Linked DNA regions of Anas platyrhynchos: region 1 is linked to region 2. A link is a contact called in public Hi-C data. All regions are on one chromosome and are shown on one strand. Each heading gives the region's core, a stretch centred on a gene start, on an enhancer-like site or on the middle of the called end of the contact. The rest is flanking DNA. Distances are from core to core; before and after follow the strand shown. Region 1 holds the start of SLC22A16 (solute carrier family 22 member 16). Region 2 overlaps REV3L (REV3 like, DNA directed polymerase zeta catalytic subunit).

Region 1 (2,814 bases), core at 58-2,557, 330 kb after region 2:
ACTTCTCTCTTATTTTCCTGCTTGACCTTTACACTGAAAAAAAAAGATCTTCCTGCTGAAACCTAATGAATTTACTTGTTGTAGGAGGCAAGACACTAAAACCAGGCAGAAGAGCAGCAATGCAATATTTAGCCAGAGTGTTTACTATTCGTTGCTGTTTGGCTTTGCAAATAACTATTTAACTAGTGTGGCTCTTTGGAGAAAGAAACGCTTTGTGAAAGTACCAGTGCTGCACTCCAGCACGTACCACTTCGACCTGGAAAACATTCTCCAGAGAAAAACAAGGTCGATTAAGTTAAATGTTGATATTTTTGAGGTAAAAAAACAACAAATACAAAAAAATTTACCACAAACCAACAAATCAGTCCTTGGACTTGCTGGTTCACGTACCCTAAGGAGGTAGCAGCAGCACACTCCAGGCTGTGTATTAAAAAAATCTGTTGCAGATGCAGGAAGATGTACAGAGAGATTATCAAGCAGCGATGCTTCAAAGCTTGTGTGGGATGGGGGGAATACACCACAGTAGCTATGAGGAGGAATCCTCTCCTGGCCCTGTTCTTCACATTCCTGGCTGCGTATCGTGCTATTTGCTCACTGCTGGGCTGCTCAGGAGCTGCTCGGAGCCAAGGGGGCCGACAAACATCTGCTTTTTGTAGGTCTGCAGCGGGACAGATCGCCACCACGTAGCACGAACATCTGCCCCGCGCAGAGCCGCAGCTGTGGCGCTTGCTTGGGTTTGTTCTGTGGAGATTTTTCTGCGCCTCCTAAAAAATAATAAAATATGCAATGCAAATATGGTAAGACGGAATTGTTTGGGCTGTTTTTGGTTTTGTTTTTTACTTTTCTTCCTGTTTTTCAGGAGAGCAGCCCAGTCAGAGCTGGAGATGGGTCTCGCCTCACCGAACCGCAGGGGCACTTGGCTCTGAAGGAGACTTCGGAGCGTGGCTGGGTCTAACCGAGAAGGGAAATTACATGCTCTGGGGGGTGAAAAAAGCCTTACTATCTAAAAACGTGAAAAAAACTGTCAGAAAAAAAAAACGTACTAAATTTGCGAGTGACAGCCGTGTTACATGGGACCCATATTTCACTTTTATTGAATGCTGATAGTGTTTTACATCGTGTGCCTGTTTCGGAGGGGGGTTGAAGGCACCTCAGGGTTCCTTTAACTCAATTTGGGGGCTCCCTGCTCTGGGGGGGGGTGCGAAGGCGGCCGAGGGACGGTTGGCGGCGGGCCGCGACCGTTGGGGCGCGACCGTTGGGCGGGCGCCCCTCAGCCGCCACCTTGCGCCGGGCCGGGCCGGGTGAGGGCGAGGGGGGCCCGGGGCAGGGGCGGGGCGGGCAGCGGGGCCCCGCCGGGGCCGGGACCGGGATCGGGATCGGGACCGGGGCCGGGACCGTGAAGGGGGCGGAGGGCAGGGGCCGGGCGGCTCCCGGTGTCTCCTCAGGGCAGCGGCGCTGAAGGCTCGCGGCTTGCGGCCGTCCCGCCATGGCTCCTGGCTCCGAGCGGCTCTTCGACTCGCTGGGACACTTCGGCAGGTAGCGGGGCTGCGGGCGGGGACACAGACACACAGACACACGGACACTTGTGGTAAATGCACGCTCTGCGTGCACACAGCAGCCTCGGTTTGCGAGGTGGGGCGCGCAGGCTGCAGGGGATACGAGGGGCTGAGGCTGTGGGTAGGGCAGGTGATGGAAAAGAAGCGCTGGACACGGAGATGACACTTCTGCATGCACAACTCACACGACTGAAAGGCGTGTGACCCTCCGTGGGTGCTGTCCTGATGCACTGAGCAGTGTGGATTTCGCAGGGGTGTCCTGCTGGAGCAGCCCCTCATGTCATGGTTTGCTGCGAACCACAGCTTTGTGCTTTCTGGCTCAGTTGCCAGCAGGTTAGCCCACACCACGGTGGGGATCTGCTCCCCATCAGGGGCAGGCAGCAGCCTTTCAGCAAAGCCTTGGAGCTCCTGTTAATGGTAGCAGCACATACCTGTGCTCCGCAGCAGCCCAGGCTCCTAGCGCCACGTGCAAGCAGTGTCAGTATCAATAACCTCCGTGGTTGTGTAGCATGGAAGGACTTGTTCTTTGCTTAACTAGGATCTCAGCTTAAAATGAAACCTGCCAAGTTGTGATCTCCATGCGTAGCCATCTGAACAATATCTCATTCATGATCCGTTCTGGGTCAGCAACAAAAATATTTTGTTGTGTGTGAGCTAGGAGGGGATTCCTAGCAAACTGTTTATTTTGCTATTGCTCTTCTGTCTTGCATGCTGTTTGTGAAAAACAAGCGCTTGACACTGAATGCTGACATAACACGAAAGTAGTTATTTCTAATGAAGTAATTTTCCTAATTGAGATCATTTGAAAACTCTATCTGAAGTACTGATAAAGCCACATTTCGCAATTAAAGGGAGAATAATTCTACAACGATAACTCACTTTAGGACCTTTCAGTGAACTGCAGACTGCTGAAACGCACACAGCCATGTGTCCTCATGGCTGTTCAAGATTCCAAACACCACACACTAAAAGTAAACATAATGTGGGTTATAGTGGATGGACTTATTTTTAAAATGTTGTAAAAAAACTGTTTATTCCTTCAATACTGCTGGATAAATGCTACATATAAAATGTCTGCTACAACATATTCTTAATTGTAGCTGCAGCAAGTTCTGATTAGTTTGCATTTATGCACCACTGTGACAGTCACAGGCAATCAATAGTTTCTTCATTTCAAGCAATTCTCACGAGGCTCGTGCAAGCCATGCACTACGCATAGATCTGGTGGATCTGCCACAGTCAGACTGTGAGCAGTCCA
Region 2 (2,700 bases), core at 145-2,644:
TTTGCTTGCTTGCAATTTGTCTCTGGGTGCATTGTAAAAGGTGTTTTTGAACAGGAGAATGCTGGCCTATGACCGTCGCTCTGAACCTCGAGTCGGGGAGCGAGTGCCCTACGTCATCGTGTATGGCATGCCTGGGCTGCCCCTGATCCAGCTGGTGCGACGGCCCATCGAGGTCCTGCAGGATCCCAACCTGCGGCTGAACGCCACCTACTACATTACCAAACAAATTCTGCCGCCGCTGGCCCGGGTCTTCTCGCTGATCGGCATCGACGTCTTCAGCTGGTACCACGAACTGCCACGGGTAAGTGCCTTTGGGAACAAACAGATGACGTGTGCAGTGCATCCGTGCGGTGCTTGGTTTTATTGTGGCTTTTCACAGGACGAGGCTTGTGGGAGGTAACGGAGCAGGTCAGTTTTTTACAAGGCAATGGTTTCATGCCTAAACATGCAGGCTTGATTCTTAGGTCTTGTGTGTTTTTTTCATTTAGCAAGTCAATTTTTCCTTCTGATCCTTCTGTTCAAGGTTGATCTGTCAGGCTGTACTTAATTTAAATTCTGTACGGTCAGTGTTGGAACTCTTGTTTTTCCAAGATGTTCTGAGGATCCTCTTCCTAAAAAATGTGGTAATGCCAAAGCAGCAGGAACACTTTCTTAAGAATCACCAGAAGTTTTAATCTGGTTGTTTCCAAAACTGCAGCCACCGGAGCTGCAGCAGGGCACGTGGAGCAGCAGCTCAGCGCATAGATGAACAACTGCAGGAAGCGGGGTTTGAGATGAGCTCAGGAATTTACCCCGTGATTTAGGATTTCTGCAGTGTTACTCTGTTTCTCCCTTCTGGTGAGCTTCCTTGTGAAACTGGTCATAGTGTGTGGGCAGGTGCTCCTTAGAGCGCTGCAATCCACCTTCATAATTTGCCTATGAGCTGTGCCCCACAGGCTACGTTACGTTTCCATACTCCATAAAAATGCCTGCGTAATCTAGGAACAACACAAGCTGCTCTCTCCAAAGTTCCTTACCTCTTACTTTCTACCAAACAGATCCAAAAAACTGCCTCCACTGCCCGCAGTGAGCTGGAAGGACGCAAAGGCACAATCTCGCAGTATTTCACGACCTTACACTGTCCCGTGTGTGATGAACTGACCCAGTACGGGATCTGTAATAAATGCAGAAGCCAGCCGCAGCATGTGGCAGTGATTCTCAACCAAGAAATCCGAGAGCTGGAGCGTAAGCAGGAACAGCTGGTCAAGGTATGATTAAAGCATTGTCAGATGTCTGTCAGCCACAGACAGAGGCTGAAATTTCAAAGCAGCGTGTTACTGAATACCCTCAACAGAAATAGGAAGTGCAGCCCTGGTGTTAAACGTGTTAGAACTTGTTTGCTTTTCCCGTTGCTGCTGAAGGCAGCGCAGCAGCTGTTACTCTCCTTAGCATTGCATAAAACCGAAGCCAAAGGGGGCGGAGAGGAGCTGAACAAAAGATGCTTTTTTCCTTTTCTTGCTTTTTTTTCATTTTTAAGAATATCTTGCACGGTTTTTTAGGTTCCTTTTCATAAGTGTTGATGAAGAGTTGTAAAATATGTTGAAAAAATCAGCTTTTGTTATAAAACAACTGGTGATGTTCCAGTAACAAAAAAAAAAAACCTTTGTCTGAGAACAAAATATTTATCTGCATGCATAATGTGGATGTGTTCTAGTTTGGGTTTTTTTTGTTACCTTTCCTCTTGCTACAAATATTCCAAGCTGTTTTTTTTCCCTTGAGCTAGAAGTCAATTAAGAGGGCAGCTGACTGTGCTCCCTAATGCGTTATAGCAAAGCACTCTGCTTCCCCTTTCAGTATGCCCTCACCTAATTTTTGTACTGCAGTAGTTTAAAATTAATATTTGGGTTTATTTTTGTTGTTATTGTTGAAATCATTTTTAGCACTCGCGCATGAACCATTTTGATTACTTGCCTGAATTGCAGGGATATAAATGTTCCCGTAATCTGGGCATTAATTAGCCATATTCCTATGGGGCTCTGTTCCTAGAAAACCATTTTAATTCTCGATTCATAAATACCACATTACTAAGATGTGAACTTCTCTTTTCTTGCTGTATTTTGCAATAGCAGCTCTCATCTGCATTGTAAATGACAGGAAAGGAAGGCGATGTGTTTTCCTGTGGTGCGCTCGCCCTTTTACATTGCTTTTGTTCTGGAATAAATTAAAACTGGGCGGATTGGTCTGGCCTCGCCGAAGGACCAGGGGTTTTGCTCTCTTGTCAGTGCAACTTGTGCCAGGGCAGCAAGGGCTGGGATCCAGTTCTAGTCAGTGTTTGGTGACTCAGCCTGTCAGTAGGAGCATGTGTCCCGATCTACATGCGCCTCATGGCGCAAATTCTTGGCCCTCCTAGATCATACACAATCCAGAGCCAGCAGAAAACCCATGTATCAGTTTAATGCCACTGATGATATTTTAAAACTTGGCTTAAAAATTCGCTGCCCTAGAAGAGAGCCACAGACTTGTTCACAAGATACAAACTGAACGTTGAAAGCGTCTTGAGTATTACTTAGTTTGGCCCCATGGTTTCAGACCAGCCCCAGCCTCTTCCAAATGAACCAGAGGAGACTGTAATTTCTGAGGCTCTGCTGGTGGTTACAATCCTAGAACAAACCCAGTATAAATCCCGTTCCTAAAGGTCAGCAGGGGCTGGTGTCAGCACAG

The links. A called contact is a pair of places that touch in the nucleus more often than the background predicts.
Region 1: a Hi-C map of skeletal muscle shows a contact between it and region 2, with 2.9 times the contacts expected there. The contact joins the promoter of SLC22A16 here to the enhancer-like site in region 2. A contact is called at or near these places in 2 of 8 Hi-C or Micro-C datasets (liver and skeletal muscle).

Annotation. Positions count from the first base shown.
Region 1 is chr3:72,735,681-72,738,494 of IASCAAS_PekinDuck_T2T, forward strand. SLC22A16 (solute carrier family 22 member 16) reads left to right here and starts at 1,308. Exons shown (of 9, transcript XM_072036103.1): 1 at 1,308-1,536.
Region 2 is chr3:72,401,082-72,403,781 of IASCAAS_PekinDuck_T2T, forward strand. REV3L (REV3 like, DNA directed polymerase zeta catalytic subunit) reads left to right here. Exons shown (of 32, transcript XM_027454696.3): 30 at 55-301; 31 at 1,038-1,247. Among named protein-coding and RNA genes, the nearest start is that of MFSD4B, 14 kb to the right of the region's middle. Within about 2 kb of position 1,395, at least 1 of the 8 cell types and tissues checked has an H3K27ac peak or open chromatin away from gene starts, as enhancers often do.